2 separate regions of the Capra hircus genome follow, and region 2 is linked to region 1. Evidence: chromatin contacts called from public Hi-C data. All regions are on one chromosome and are shown on one strand. The core of a region is the stretch at or near the end of the contact, and the rest is flanking DNA. Distances in the headings are between cores, read along the strand shown.

Evidence for each region. A called contact is a pair of places that touch in the nucleus more often than the background predicts.
Region 2: a Hi-C map of blood shows a contact between it and region 1, with 2.0 times the contacts expected there. The contact joins the enhancer-like site here to the promoter of KIAA0232 in region 1. A contact is called at or near these places in 2 of 5 Hi-C or Micro-C datasets (both in blood).

Annotation. Positions count from the first base shown.
Region 1 is chr6:113,457,925-113,465,571 of ARS1.2, forward strand. KIAA0232 reads left to right here and starts at 3,016. Exons shown (of 8, transcript XM_018049764.1): 1 at 3,016-3,091.
Region 2 is chr6:113,533,323-113,540,969 of ARS1.2, forward strand. KIAA0232 reads left to right here. Exons shown (of 8, transcript XM_018049764.1): 7 at 2,145-2,253. Among named protein-coding and RNA genes, the nearest start is that of TBC1D14, 27 kb to the right of the region's middle. Within about 2 kb of position 4,504, at least 2 of the 5 cell types and tissues checked have an H3K27ac peak or open chromatin away from gene starts, as enhancers often do.

The DNA of each region.
Region 1 (7,647 bases), core at 1,766-4,265:
GGTGCCATTGTAGCTGAGCCTTGAGCAAGGAGGAGAGAGGACAGATTTTTGAAGAGGAATCAGCAAGTATAAAGGCCCACGTGACACTGTAGCTGAGCCTTGAGCAAGGAGGAGCCAGCTGTGCAAACATCTGGGGAGAGAGGGTTCTGTGAAGAGGAATCAGCAAGTGTTAAGGTCCGAGGCTGGAGTCACCCAAGTCTTCTATGACTTTTATTAAAACAAATAATCTGAAGGCAAGGGGGCACTTCTATTAAGGAAACAGTAAACAAGATGCTTTCATTCTCTCACCTGTAATCTTCCCCCGCCACCTCAAAATCATACTTGGTCCTAGTTCTTTCCTACTCAGCTTAAATACCTCTTCCACCAAAGAAGACTTCTGGTTCTACTAGTTCATGGTTTATAAAAACGTGTCTGTGGCAAAATGAGAAAAAAGTCAGTAAACCCTGTCTGTGTGTGTATGTGTGTGTGTGTACAAAGTTGCCAACCGTGTTCCCTCTCTTCTGAGACCCTCTGAGATTTATTGTTACTACAGTCATCCCTCTGTTCAGCCACGGTTGGTTCCAGGGCCCTTTTGATACCCAAACTGGAGGATACTCAAGTTCCTTATACAAAATGGCACAGTATTTGCATATAACCCGTGCATATTCCCCTCCTCCATACTTTAAACCATCTCTAGATTACCTATAATCCTTAATGCAATGTAAATAGTTATTACAATGTAAATGATATGTAAATTGTTGTGGCAAATTAAAATCTTGCTTTATGAAACTTTTTGGAATTCCCCCCCCTCAATATTTTTGACCCATGGTTGGTTAAATCTGTAGAGGCAGACCCACGGATACAGAGGGCCGACTGTATTTTTATTATTTACTGTTAACAAGTCCTTTTCACTAGATACTGAGCATGTCGTTGTTCAGTTGCTGAGTCATGTCCAATTCTGCGACCCCATGGACTGCAGCATGCCAGGCTCCCCTGTCCTCCACTATCTCCCGGAGTATGCTCAGATTCATGTCCACTGAGTCGATGATAATCAGTATAGATGACAACAAAGTTAACAGTGTGGCAAAAATTAAAAGCTGACCACTCTTTGCCAATCCCTTATATTGGTAGGGAATTTCAGAGGTCTGTGAAATCCCAGGTCTGAGGACACCTAAAAACTAGACTCCATTATTTGCCCCTTCTTTGCACCCAAGTCATCCTGGATTTCCCACACCCTTTCATCCTCTCCCTCTTTCCAGAGTTTGATTTCCAAGAGGGCAGAGCCACCCAGGGTTGGCCTCCAGCCAGACCCAGAATAGGTGCTCAGAAGATACTGGCTGAATGCACTGTGATTCACGTTGACACACTCAACTGAAATAAAAGGGGGAGCAAGCTGATGAAGGGAGGGAGCTGTGTAAAGGAGCAGACAGACCCCAGACCTTAGAGCCAGATGCCTGGGTTCAAATCCTGTAAGAGAGTGCAGTTCAGGGGAGCCAGAAAACCTCACCTAGTCAGGAACAGTAAAAGTGAGAGTTGCTCAGCCGTGTCTGACTCTTTGCGACCCCATGGATTATACAGTCCATGGAACTCTCCAGGCCAGAATACTGGAGTGGGTAGCCTTTCCCTTCTCCAGAGGATCCTTCCCAACCCAGGGATCGAACCCAGCTCTCCCACATTGCTGGTGGATTGGTTACCAGCTGAGCCACCAAGAAAGCCCAAGAACCTGGAGTGGGTAACCCATCCCTTCTTCAGCGGATCTTCCCAATCCAGGAAACGCAACCAGGGTCTCCTGCATTGCAGGCAGACTCTTTACCAACTGAGCTATCAGGGAAGCCAGAGGTTGAGGTGGAATCCTTTACTTTCTCAGAGCCTCAGGTGGAGGGATGATCATGCCTTGATCCAGCATTCTTCTCAAGAGCACACACAGGTGTACAGAGAAGGACTGGGCAGAGACTGTGCAGGTATCAATAGCTCATGGTCGTTTCTCCAGCACCTGCAGCTCATAGTGTCCAGTTTTCCCCATCTCAGCCCGCAGGTCAGCTTCTCCCCCACCAGGAACTGCTTCGGGAAACTGCCTTTGCAAGTTCTGAACAACAAAGCTCAGAGCCCGGCACCCAGTAGGCGCTCAACAAATCCAACATGGCACCATAACGTCTAGGCAGGTCACCCTCCCTCCGAAGTTAAGCAGGTAACCTCTCGGGCTCCTTCCTGTCTGGTGCCTTTTTTCAGGACAGGTCTAGGAATCACATTTAGGAAAAGTAGGTGGGTGTGAAGAGACTCTGCTTCAAAGGTTAGTGCCTATTTTTGGTTCCCACTTCCGAATCTTCCAGAATTTATTTTTGCCTCCTTAATAAAAAGAGCCCTGTCGCATTTCCTTAGCTTGTCTTCTGGATTTTTTTCTTTTTTTTAAACCGGTATTTTAAACCGCCCACTGCAGCCATCCCAGGACGCGGCGAGGAGGTGGGGAAGAGCGGGCGGTGCACAGACAGGTGGAGCGTGTGCCCGCGAAGGCGGGGACCCGGGCGGCGGCGGCCCGGGGGCGGGGAGGGGCGGTGACGGAGTTCAGGAGCCCCACGCGCCCCTGCACCCGGGGGCGGGGGAGGGGGTGTGCATCTCCGCTCCGACGCCCCGTACACTGGGGATGGTGGTGGTGGGGCTCCCGCCTGCAGCCCTCCAACGCCCTCCCCGCCTGCGACCCCAGCACCCACCCGCGGCTGCATCGCTCCCACCAAGAGCAGGCTTCCCCGGCGTGCGCGCGCGCGCCCCCGGAGGCGCCCCGGAGTCGGCCGGAGGGGCGGGGCCAGGGCGGGGCGGCGGCGCTGATGTAATCCCGGCGCCTGGGCGGAAGGATATGGAGCGCGGCCGGCTGGCGGGGCGCTGAGGCCGGTTGCCGGGTAACGGAGCGGAGCGGCCGCGGTGCACCGCCCCCCGCCCTCCGCCGAGTGGCGCCGCTGCCGCCGCCGCTGCCGCCGCCGCCCGCCGCCGCCGCCGCCGCTGCTTTACGTCAGGCGCCCGCCCCGGCCCGCCCGGCGCTCGGCAGCCGCTCGGAGCCCGCGGAGCGAGGAGGCGCCCCCGCCGCGGCCGCCGCGCCGCCCGGCCGCTCGCTCGGCAGGTACCGCGGGCTGGGCCGGGGCTGGGCCGGGGTTGGGCCGGGGCGGGCGGGGCCAGGCCCCCAGCGTGCGGTGCGCTCCGGGCGCGGGACCCCGGCGCCTGGGGGGGCGCGGGCGGCGGCGGCGCGCGGGCCGGACGATGAGTGCGCACAATGGGCCGCGCTGGGAGCGGCTCTCCGGGGAGGCGAGGCGGGGCGCGCGGGGCCCCGAGGGCCGGGCCGGGCCGCCGGGGTGGGCGCTCGCGGCGGCGCTGGCCCCCTCCCGTCCTGCATTGTCCTTTAGGGGCTCCCCGCCGACCCCGGGGAAGGGAAGCGGCCGGCGGGGGCGGGCGCGCGGGCCTGTGGCTCTCTGCGCGTGCGGGGCGGGCCCTGCGGCGCCAGGTCCGGCGAAGGTTATACGGCCGCGCGCGCGCGCGCTCCGGAGGGCCGGAGCCGGCCTCCAGCGCTGGCCGCCAGCGCGAGCGTACCCCCCGGCGCCACCGAGGAGCGGGGTGGTCGCCGGGGAGAGATGCCTGCGCCCCGGGAACCCCGGCGCCCCGAGCAGCGGGATGGTCACCGGAGAGATAGATGCCTGAGCCTCGGGACGGAGCGGGGCGGCGCGCGCTTGTACTCGGGCCTGCCCCGGCTCCAGGGGCAGACCACCAAAATCGTGGCAGAACCCGGGTTTTCGATTTCTCTACTTGGCCGCCTTTCAGTTTTTGTCCTCTAGAGACAAGCTCAGGAAAGCCAACCTAGCAAAAAAAACAAAAAACAAAACACCAAACTGTAGGAGATTTAGCGGGTTGGGGGGACAGAACTAAATATGGTTTCTGCTCATCACTTGCGAGTGGATGCTTGGATGTCTAGCCCGTGCGCGTGTGCTGTGCTCAGCCGTGTGTCCGACTCTTTGCGATCCCCCCCGTGGACTGTAGCCCTCCAGGCTCCTCTGTCCATGGGGATTTTGCAGGCGAGAATGCTGGGGTGTCGTTGACATGCCCTCCTCCAGGAGATCTTCCCGACCCAGGGATCGAACCCGGGTCTCCCGCATTGCAGGGCGATTTTTTACCGACTGAGCCACCAGCGAATCCCCCTGGATGTCTAGGATACTTGGATATTTGATACTCCGTCCAGGTTCCTAAGAGGGAGCTCTACGTGTCTGAGTCTTTGCTTGTTAAAAAAAAAAAACAAAACAGTGGTAGAAGATCGGTGAAGAGTTAGTTGGGTGCAAGCAGTTTTGATAATAGGTAATGTCCTGGGTAAAACTAACTATACAGTCAAATCCTAGAGCTAGCTAGGTGCCAGAGCACCTTGACCAGTTAATAAACCTGAATCCGACATGGGGAGTTCTCCCACTTTGCAGCCTGAAGGTCACATATTCTTCCATCGGTTATTTTGGGTTGATCCATTCATAAGTGGTTTTTAGGTTCTTGATGACATTTCTTTGTGACAGAAATGATTCCTGAAATTGTGTTTTTACATACCTATATGTGTGCGTAGGTATACACTATTGGGGTTTCCCTCGTGGCTCAGTGGTAAAGAATCTGCCTGCAATGCAGGAGATCAGGTTTGATCCCTGGATTGGGAAGATCCCCTGGAGAAGGTAATGGCTACTCACTCCAGTATTCTTGCTTGGAGAATCCCATGGACAAGAGGAGCATGGCGGGCTACAGTCCTTGAGGTCCCCAAGAGTTGGACCCGATTGAACGACTAACATTTATACTTACATGTAAGCTTCTTGCAATGAATACTTATTGTGTTCTATATTCAGTTACTGTACTTGCTAAATAATTAATTTTTAGTAATTCAAAAAATATTTACTGTTTCAGTTTGGGCACATGTAAGTTTTTACATAAGCCTGTGTCATCTAGTTTGGCCACTGAAACATTGAAGGAAGTAGAGAATATTACTCTTAAATATTTAACATTGCAGAAGATGGAAGTAGAGGTACAGGTGCCTTGTTTTTCAGGAAAAGTACAGGTCTTTCCTGTGAGGCTAACACAAGGCAAATCTGTAACTATTTTAAGGATAATTAGCTTATTTGCTACACAAGTTGCAACCATTTAAGAAAAGTAAATGGAATTTTAGCAACTCTTTTAAAGATGTCAAAGATCACTCTGTGCTTTATTTTGCAGTAACAGTTTTGAAAGCAGTAAGATTGTTTTTATTTTGCTTTGTGTGGAGCGTTGCGGAGCCTAGGTTCTCCCTGTTGTAGCAGCATTTGACTTGGAGCAGTTAATGGCCCTCTGAGCCAGTTTTCTCATCTGTAAAATGGGGAGAGTAATGATACCTGTTTCACAGGATGGTTGGAATGATTAGGTGAGGGGAGATGTGAAGTCGTTCTGTCAAGATTCAGTCCTGTTTAAAATATTAGCTAGTGCTAATGTGTCAAAGCTTCCCATTCCTCTCCTGGCTTACAGCTTTCTTAGGCTCCTCCCCGACCCTTCCTACCTGCACTTTGCCCGGCTGTCAGGCCATCTTTCCTAAACACAGATTGGATCTTGTCAGTCTCTGGCTCAGAAAGCTGCTAAGCCTGCCTGTTGTGTGGAGACCGGAATCCAGAGCCGGCAGCATCGCGTTTAAGGCCCCCTGCAGTCTGGCCCCAGCCGCTCTGAACCTCACCTGTCGTCCTGGTTCCCTTCTCACACTGCCCCGAGAGAGGGCTCTCAGTTCTCGGATCAGCCTAGCTGCTTCATCCCTTTTGTAATCTTTTTCTCCAGTTGGAATGCCCTGTCTCACTTCCACCCACTCCACTTTTTTAAAAGTCCACATCTGATTTTAGGTCCTCTCTGGAGCCCTTTGGAAACCCTATCAAAGTGAATTATTCATTTCTGCAGTCACAGTCCTCTATTTTTACTTTCATTATTGCCTGTATCACGCGTTGTGCTTGTTAAACTCTGGCTGTGGTGACCATGTCATTGTTTTATCCCCAACATGAAAATGTCTAAATGTTTGCTGAATGAAGCCAAAGTCTGTAATCCACCTTATGAAGAATATTATTATTATAAAGTATTTTAATAACAAATATCAGTACCAACCACAGCACTGGGAATCTGGGAATGAGGTTTTAGGATGTTGAAGATACTGAGCATATTTCTTTTCAATTATTTTTGATCTCTCATAAAACACCAAGTGGTATTTTTATACAAAAATAACAAACAACCACCTCTGCCCTGTGTGTGGAAAGTTTCAGGGTTCACATTCACATTCACATTCACAGTCAGCAGTCAGCACTGCTGACTGAAGTCAGTCTCTTGGGAGAGGGGATTGGAACACACGTTTTAAAACATTCCTTACCTTTGAAATATAGTTACATTCCCAGTGGATTACCAGCTTTTTGTTTAAAACGTTTTTGGTGGGTTTATTTTTTGGAGATTTTTATACTCATAAAAAGTAAACTGCTTTTGAGGATGCCTGTGTAGAGTCCGTCAGGTCCGGATTTGGAAGACTCAGGTTTGTGTCTCAGCTCATCCCTCACCCCTGGGTCACCGTCGGCAAGTTAGCTAAATCTCTCTTGAACTTCTGTTTCTTTATTTTGTGAGAAGTCTGTGCTATTTTTGCTTTGCGGTGTCACTTAAAGTGGCTGCTCTTTGTGTACTGTGTGGCCTCGTTCAGATAAAAGGTAAGAAGGATTGCATAACTTCTCAGAACGTCCGTCCTCCTCGTCCCCCGGGCTGGAAACTTTCTTGAGTCTGCTTTTTCTCGACGAGATTTTTACCAAGTCTGCCTCTGTGTGTCTTTTCCATCAGCCTCTTTTTGTTTGTTTCCTCCCCCCAGCAGTCCCTCCGTCCCTGCCCTCCCTGGCTCTTGTCTGTCCTTGCGGAGGTTGTTCCTGTAGGTAGGCCTGCTGACCGGCCTCCCTTTCCTGAGTCCTCCTGTGTTCTGTTAGCAGAATTATTCAATGTGTAAAATCAGGCCATAGCACACCTGCCCGCCCCCCCTCCCCCCCGCCCCAGGTGTATAGCAGAGGTCTCAACATCTCCCTCCACTCCATCACACCTGAGGGGTATGACCTAGTTCTGTTGGTAGGCTTACTCCCACAAAGATTTTCACCTCGGAGGCGTCACCACCTGGCCAGCTGAGAATTCGTGTTAAAGGGTTAGGAAGTCATTGAGACCTGTGCCATCTGCATCACTGTAACTTGCAGCTTCATCTCTCACCACCTGGTGTTTCGACACTTAGACCTCTGGCCACTTCCATGGTTATTTGGAATGGCTTTTACTTTACTCTGGAATGGTTTTTTTGCCTTTTTTTTTCTTCTTAGCAGAATCCTTAATACCGAAGGCTTGACTTCAGTGCCGCTGCGTCTATGGAAGAAGCCTCCTCTGACTTTCAGAATCAACTCCTCAGTATCTGCCCACACGGTGCTTGAGGCTGCCCCCACTCAGCTGCTTTTTCTTTCTGACTTTAGTTTATTCGTTCCGTGGATCATAAACTCCTTAAGGGGAGAGAGGAGGTTCTTGGCCTCCCTCTAGTGTGTCATATGGTGTCTCACGCACTTCTTACCGGTGTACCTGCTGGGCTGAGTGAACCCGAGCAGTCTCCGTTCTCCGAACGAGGCAGAAGGGGAGTAGGGTTGGGAT
Region 2 (7,647 bases), core at 3,254-5,753, 77 kb after region 1:
GACGCAACTAACGGTGGTCTCATCAGGGCCGCGGGAGCGGTGTGCTGGACCATCAGGGCCTCCGGCCGGGAGGGGAGCTTTTCTCAAGGCCAGCGGCCGTGGCGTCCCCACTCTGTGCCAGCCCTTCTCCCGGAGGGGTGCCTGTCAGCGAGACGCAGCTCCTGCCCTTGCACTCGCTGTCCGGTTGGCTTGTGTCTGTCTCATCTCCTCCTGTCCTTGCTGCCCAGCCACCTGTCTGCCCCTTGGCGCCCCCAGCCTGCTCTTCCCCACCTGTCCTGTCTGTCCTGACGGGTCCTGTCCCTTTTCCTGCTCTTCACCCCACGCCCTGAATCCGGGAAGGGATTAAAGGAGAAGCAGGCCAGCTGCGCCCACCTGAATAAACACTCGATCGTTCCACGGCCGCCCCAGGTGTTTTTCTTTCACAGGTAGGAGCTGGTTACCTTTGAATCCATCGCCTCTCGGTAGTGCCTTGGGTGATGGAGACACGTTTGTCCAGGGAGCCGTCCTTAGCGCTGAGGATCTGCATGCAGACAGGTGTGCCCTGCAGAGAAGGCTGAGGCTTTCCAGCGAGGCCTTCCGGTCCTGTGAGCTGCGTGCCCAATGCAGGAATCATCACCTCGAATTAACCGCAGCCCTGGCACGTTGCTGGCTTCATTTGCATTAGCCCCGGCCTCATCGGTGCAGTTCACCTTGGTGTCTACTTGTCTAATAGCTTTCTAATCGTTATTGTTGGAATACACTGCAAGAGAGAATGGTGGCAGTTGAGTGGCTGCTCTGGGTGGACAGAACGAAATCCTCTTCAGTTTCTGATTGAAGAGTGTTTCTGAGAAGTTAAACGAAAATCAGGAGCTGACATATATTTCCCCTTTAGCTTAATAAACACACATTCCTGAGTCCAAAAAGGTTTTGATAAAGTGATTTACGTTGTTTGTTCAGAATAAATAAAATCCTATCAGAATTGAAAATCATCGGTTGCTGAAACAGATCAGGGTCTAAACTTGTGATGAAACATCTTCTGAAACAAAGGCCTGTGGAGCGTTCACAGAGCATGCGCATCGACCCAGCAGGCCCTTGTTGAGGCTGTGAGGGGCGATGGGAGGTGCGGAGATGCCCAAAGCGGGCCTCACCCTGGAGGGCCCGGTGTCAGGCTGAGCAGGAAAGGAGCAGGGAGGGGGGGTTGCCCTGTCCCCAGCATCCCAGGGTGCACCCGTGGTGGCCGCAGCTGGCCCCTCCCAGGATGGTGGGCAGGTCCTGCTGGAGCTCAAGAGCTCTGCCAGTGAAGGGTGGGGCCTGGGCTTGGACTTGGTCCCCCTCCCCGGCATGGGCAGCTTCCGCTGTGCCAGGGCCTGGGGCCTGCAGAGGATGTGGGGTCTCTCCCGTGCTCCAGAGTCCCACTTTCCTCTCGTGTCCATGTACGTTTCCTGTTTTGAAGCTGAATTACTGTCCGTTTGGTTATTTGGTTTTAGCCTCAGCTTCCTTCTGGTTCTCACTGAAGCAGATCATTGCTGTAAAGACCATTAGGTTGGTATTGCTTCTTTGACTCCCTCCTGCCTGAGTGTGTGAAGGAGAAGAGAGTCCTCCCCACACTTGAGTGGGAAGAAGGGGCTCAGGGCCACACACACACACCCCCAACCCCCACTAGCTCTGCTATTCCAAGATCTGGAAACTTGCTCTCCTCAAGGCTATTTCCTGCTGTTTTTGTCTTGTGATAATGTTGTATTTTTCGTATTCCATTTGCAGTATCAGTGCCTTTTTTAAGAAAAACTTCCTTTATGTGCTGTGAACGTGGCTTTTTTGTTCACCTTGTCTAGTAGAACAGTGAAAGTGAAAGTCACTCAGTCGTGTCTGACTCTGCGACTTCAGAGACTATACAGTCCGTGGAGTTCTCCAGGCCAGAATGCTGGAGTGGGCAGCCTTTGCCTTCTCCAGGGGATCTTCCCAACCCAGGGATCAGAACCAGGGTCTCCTGCGTTGCAGGCGGGTTCCTTCCCAGCTGAGCCACCAGGGACGCCGGTAAAATAGTAAAAAATAAAGTCACCAATTAAAAAATCCTGGGTTAGCAGCCACTAGCTAATAATGTCTGAGTTTTCCCTTTTATCTTGAAAGTTTATAAACTTGGTCTGTATTTGGTTTAATCTAAGCAGTTCCCTGTATTGAACACTGATGTGCATGGAATGAACCGGAGTCAAGAGAAACAAACCTGGTGGGAGAAAGCCTTGTACTCGCCTCTTTTCCCCGCCTCGGAGTGTGAAGGTAAGGAGACCTGGCAGGACCCTTCACCCGCTCAGATCTCTTAGCTCCTTAAAGAGAAGTCTGTTCCTTTCGCTGTGAATATCGGTCCGGAAGCATTTTGTGTGACAGGCATTGGTCATGGGCAACTGGGGACACAAGAGGTGAGCGTGGGCTGGACACCACTCTTACACCCACCAGCAGCCTAGGGCGGGGTGGGCCGTGGAGACACGTAAGCCCCCAGGGAGGGGGGCAAAGGTGGGAGAGTCGGTGGCCAGTCAGGGTGGGAATCAGAGTTGCCCCCGGGCCCAGCCGAGGCTGGAGAGACCAGCAGGGGATGAGCTGAGTTGGTCAGCAGGCTCATGAGTTCTGCCGCGTTAGGTGGAGTTTGAACAGGAAGGAGAGGGCCGCTTGCAAGAGCTCACGTTGGAGGGTGTCAGGTCGGGTGCGTTTTTTTCCTAAAGCAATTCTAGCAAGAGAATCGGAGTGGGGAAGGACTGGAGGGCACCTGCTGGGCTCCTGGCCTCTTGTCACCGTCTGGTATGACAAGATAAAGGCCCCTGGGGGGAAGGAGAGCAGAGAGCAGCCCCAGGGGGCTGTGTGGCGGAGGCCAGAGTTTGCTGAGTGACTTTCTGTGACTGCGAGCCGTGGGAGGGTGCTTGGGCAGACCAGGGAGAGGGACGTGGGGGCAGACTGGGAAAGGGCTTCTCATCCATGAACCTCCCGGTGGGGGCGCCTCCTCGGAAGCGATAAACAGCCGTGGCCTGCCATTCTCAGGGAGGAGAGAACCGAGGAGGCGGCCGAGCAGTCAGCTCGGGGCTGAGCCTGTGCGGCCTGCCGTGGTCGCCTAGGCCCCGCCAGCTGCAGCGCTGGTCTCGAGGTCTTTCCACTCAGGGCCCTGGGAGGAGGCCGGGCTCCGGTTGGTATTCGCATGTTCGCCTGTGCGTCCCGTCTCCCCTCCCCGCCCGCGGGGCAGTGCCCTCGCAGCCTGGCCTCAGCCGACCGGGGGACCTGGGGTTGTCCGCGTCTTCTCTTTGTCCTGTGGGCACAGAAGTGGCTCCCCACCCCTGCCTCCCCAGGGTCATGAGGGCAGCAGAGTCTTCATTTCCAGCATCTTTTTTATTTAACAGCCTCTACTGAAGGCCGGCTCCTCTGCCATTAGCTAATATTTAGCCACTCTTCCTTATTTCCAAGGTGCTTCAGTCTTTACAGCCCCCACAGAAAGCCTGGTTTTGCCTCAGATGGTGCATCCATCTGAACGGCTCCAGCTGTTCAGCCCAGGCCTGAGTGCTGGCTGTAGCCCTGAGGTCCAAGCGTGCTCTCCAGCGGCCTCCACACGCGGCGCCCGGGAGATACAGGGACAATAGGAGTGCAGACTGGACCCTGACTTGAGTCCAGTGGCTGCCCTGGCTGAGCGAGTCCCAGCTGCAGCCGTGGGGAATGCAGATGAGGAGGGCCAGGGGGCCCCGCACCCAGGACGCGCCTGCCCGGAGCGGGGGTGGGTGAGGGCCTGCACAGGGTGACCCCTAAGCACCCCGGGTGGGCTTCCCTGGGCCACGGGGACGTCTTGGTGGCCTCGGCCTGGTTTCCTGTCACTAGCGAGGCAGCCGCTCCAGCTCTTGGCCTGTGGTTTTCCGTGCCGTGCGTTGTAGGTGCTGCACGCGGCTTGAGGCACACAGAGCTCTTTGTAATTGCGGTGTGGCGTGCAGGAATGTTCAGTGGACAAAGCATGGTAGCCAGGCTTTCAGATGACCTGCCACTCCCAGCTACCCCTGGTGGTGATGTCATGAAGCCCAGTTCTTCCAGCCTGGCGGGGTTGTGGGGGGTGGGGGCGGGCGGGGCACAGTCTGAGGAGAAGCTCAGCCCGGAGAGCAAGTGACCTCTCACCTGCTCAGCAGCCAGGCCTGCCGACTCCCCTCGCTCCTGAAGCTTCTGACGCCGCTCATGCCTCATAAGAAGCCCGTGCAGCTCTGAGTCAGGGCCTGACCAGGCAGCCCCAGCCTCCCTGTGGGGGAGGAGGAGTGTCCCTTTTTCCGAGCGAGTCGGGAGACGGAGACCCCGGAGGGCAGCAGCACGACCCTGGAGGGCAGTGAGGGAACCCCTCCCTTGCCCTGCTGTGCGTCCACACACACGCTCCTTTGGTAAAGCCTTCTTGCACACTCATCTCATGCCAGCCGCTGTTCTGGGCGCTGGAAATGCAGGGACCCCAGGGAATCAGGACCCAAGCCGGGACTAGCTGCAGGCGCAGTCCACACAGGGGCCGGGGCAGGTGGCGTGTGACAGCCGAGACCATTTGTGGACAGAGGTGCCCACCGGGGCGCCCGCCGCGGGGAGCAGGAGCACACTTGCTATGCACAGGGCGCCTGCCAGCGGGAGCAGAAGCGCACTTGCTGTGCCCAGGGCCCTGGCCACGAGGGCCAAGCGGACTGTGTGCCTCCCCTGGGCTGTCCCGAGCTTCCGCCTGCAGGGCTCACACACTCAGTTCGAAAAGTGTGCGTGTTCTTTTGGTCTTAGAGAGAGGGCCCTGCAGGGACTCAGTGCAGGTGACGGTTAAGGGTTCAGCAGACAGAGCAGGGCTGGAACCCACTGCTTCCCTTCTCCAGCTGCTAGACCTCAGGTGACGACAAGCCTTTCTGTGCTCCACAGTCTGTATTTGTAAAAAGAGGCTGAAAGAGATGGCTCTTAGAGAATAGTTGTAAAGACTGAAATGCCCAGAACTGGCCTGGCCTGTGGTCACCAGGGCCATGGATACCATGAAGAACCCTGACAACAGTCAGCATTGCCCTTTCCTGATGCCTGGGGCATCCACTGACCCCTTGTGTCCGCATAGAACCCTAAAGCAGGAAGAGAACGGGACGGCGATGGGTTGGGGGGGACCCACTCCACCTCCTGGCGCGTTCCAGCCAAGGACATAGTCACCTTCCCACCTCATCCAAGGGGCAGCCGAGTGCCGTGGGGCATCGGGATGGTAGAGCTTGGCAGGCGAGCTGAGAAAAGCTGATGGCCTGGGCTGGGTGCTGGGTTCCTGCCTCAGTGGAGCGTCTTAACCAGCTGTCCCAAGGCAGGTGGGCCCAAAGCCAGGCTTTGGGTAGCAGCACTCGAGAAGACGTTTACCGTGTGTACCAGCCTTGCACTTGAGGCCGCGCACCTGTCTTAACTTGCATAGAAATTTCTCTAGAGATGAGAGCACTGGGGCTCTTTCAGTAATTAGCCCCTAGTTATAGCACAGTTAAGTAGAATCTCCCCGAGTCAGCTGACAGCCTGTCTCATCACAGAGCCTGGGGTTTCTCATGAATGTGCACCAGGGAGGTTGAGGGCCCCAGGCTGGTTGAGGGCCCCAGGCTGTCAGAACTGAAGGTTGCGGAGAGTGCAGCCTTTCCTGGGGAGGCCAAACAGGGTGCACAGGCCCTACCCCGGGGGTGGTGGGAGGGCGCAGTCCTCGAGCTGGCCCTGCCGCCATGGGCCCTGCGGGTCCCCGTCTCATCGGGTATGTCTCATCTCGCGCCGCGCAGTGACTGCCAGCCGGCTGGCAGGATGCTGACTCACAGGAGGTCAGGTCTCCTCCTCTGCACCCTTCCCACACAGCGAAGGTGCCTGGGGGCTGATCTGAGTTAAGGTGGGCCTCAGCCCTGGCCATGCATCAGGATCACCGGGGAGCCCTGCCGGAAACAGCTGAAACCAGAGCCTGCCCCAGACCAAGTGTGAAGTCTCAGGCGGGGCCTGGGGCTTCCAGGCTGGTCTTAAGGCTCCCCAGGTGATCTGCACGGGAACGCAGGGTTGAGAACCATGGGACCAGGTGACTGGCACTTGATGCCTTCGAGTCCCAGCGTGCAGTCCGAAGCCCCCCAGTCAGCCTGCGAGCCCCCTCCTCCTGCCCCTCCCTGTCAGATGGCTTAGGCTGTGCTGAGCTGAGGAAAGACAGACAGGATGTTGCCTGCTCTGTGTTCTCCCGTCACCCCTCGTCTCGTCTGAGATGCGTTTGTCCCCTTGTCCAGCAGCGTGTTCATGGCGCGTCATCCATCTCCCTCCACACCACGTCCACCCCCGGGGCCTTGCGGGCCTTTTTAATCCTGTGTTACCAGGGCCTGTCACTTGAGAGGTGTGAGTATGGTGTTGAGAGAGTGTCTCGTGGTGGGATTAACAAGACTGTGAGGTTATGTTGGCCTCTTTTTTTTTTTTTTTTTTTTTACTCCATGAACAATTCATTAGAAACATTTTTTTAAACTGGCCTAACGTTTTCCTGGCGCACACCTGGCTAGCTGATGCTGACCATGTCTGCTTTTCGTGATCTGACTGCTCAGCAAAAACAATGAAACAAGAGTGGTATGTTCCATGACTGTGTCTTAATGCAATCTCCCCCCTTTCCCTCTTTTCCCTTCTCCATTCAAAATGATTTAAGAATGTTATACAAATGCCAAGGGAGAGAATGGTATAGAAGAGTATCCAGATGTTAAAGAAATGCCCAGTAATGAAGAGCGTCTGTTAGATTTTAATAGGGTAAGTGGACTGTCCTCCTCCTTACTACTAACTCGCAGTAGCCGCCAGCGCCACGCACAACCCGGGAGTCTCGCGGCTGCCTCTCCCGGCACCGAGCTCTGCGGCTGCGACCCTTTGGTCTGCCTTGCCTCCCACTCACTGCCAAGGCCTCCCCCCGGCCCCCTTCTCCTTGCAGTCCGTCCCTCACTCCTGCCAGAGTGTGTTTGCCCCCCACACACGTCTGACCCCGTGGTTCCCCCTTAAGATGCTCGGGTGGACACCCTTTCCATCTTTCAAAATGCACAGCAGAAAGGAGCCCCTCCACTCACACCTGCCCTCCGCCCCCCCTCACAGTGTGCCCTGCCCACCTCCCCGCCCCCCGCCCCCATAGAGCTCCGCTGTGGCCCTGCCGCAGCTGAAGGCACCGTGTGTCTGCCGCCCCTGCCTTCTGCCCTGCCCGAGCTCTTTGGGGCGTCAGCTCAGGGAGGGCCCGGATCTCGCCTGGTTAGGCAGGCAGCTGAATGAGTCCAAAGGAGCCCCGCTGGCTTCTCGGCGTGATTTGTCAGTGTCAGTCGAAGTCTTGTGGAAGTCGTCCTTGCCCCGAGCGCCCCCGCCCCCAGCGCCCCCGTGGTCTTTGTGTCCGTGGACCTGCTGGACTTAACGCATCAAGACAGGCGTCTGGGGCGTCCCCAGCGTTCTCTGCATCCAGCTCCGTGACCGTTCTGCCCTCAACCGCCGCCCCAGCTTCAGTCCCCAGACCGCCTGGCTGCTGGTCCCTCCTCCTCACCTCCGCACGCCGCCCACCCTCCTCTCAGCCGACCCCAGGCCTCCGGGCTCTCCCGCCTCCACCGTTCACACCCCCCCCCCCGCCCCCCTTTGCCGCCCGCCCGCTGCCTGCGCTTCGCGAGCGGGCTTCCTGCTTCCACCTGCCCCTCCACCCCC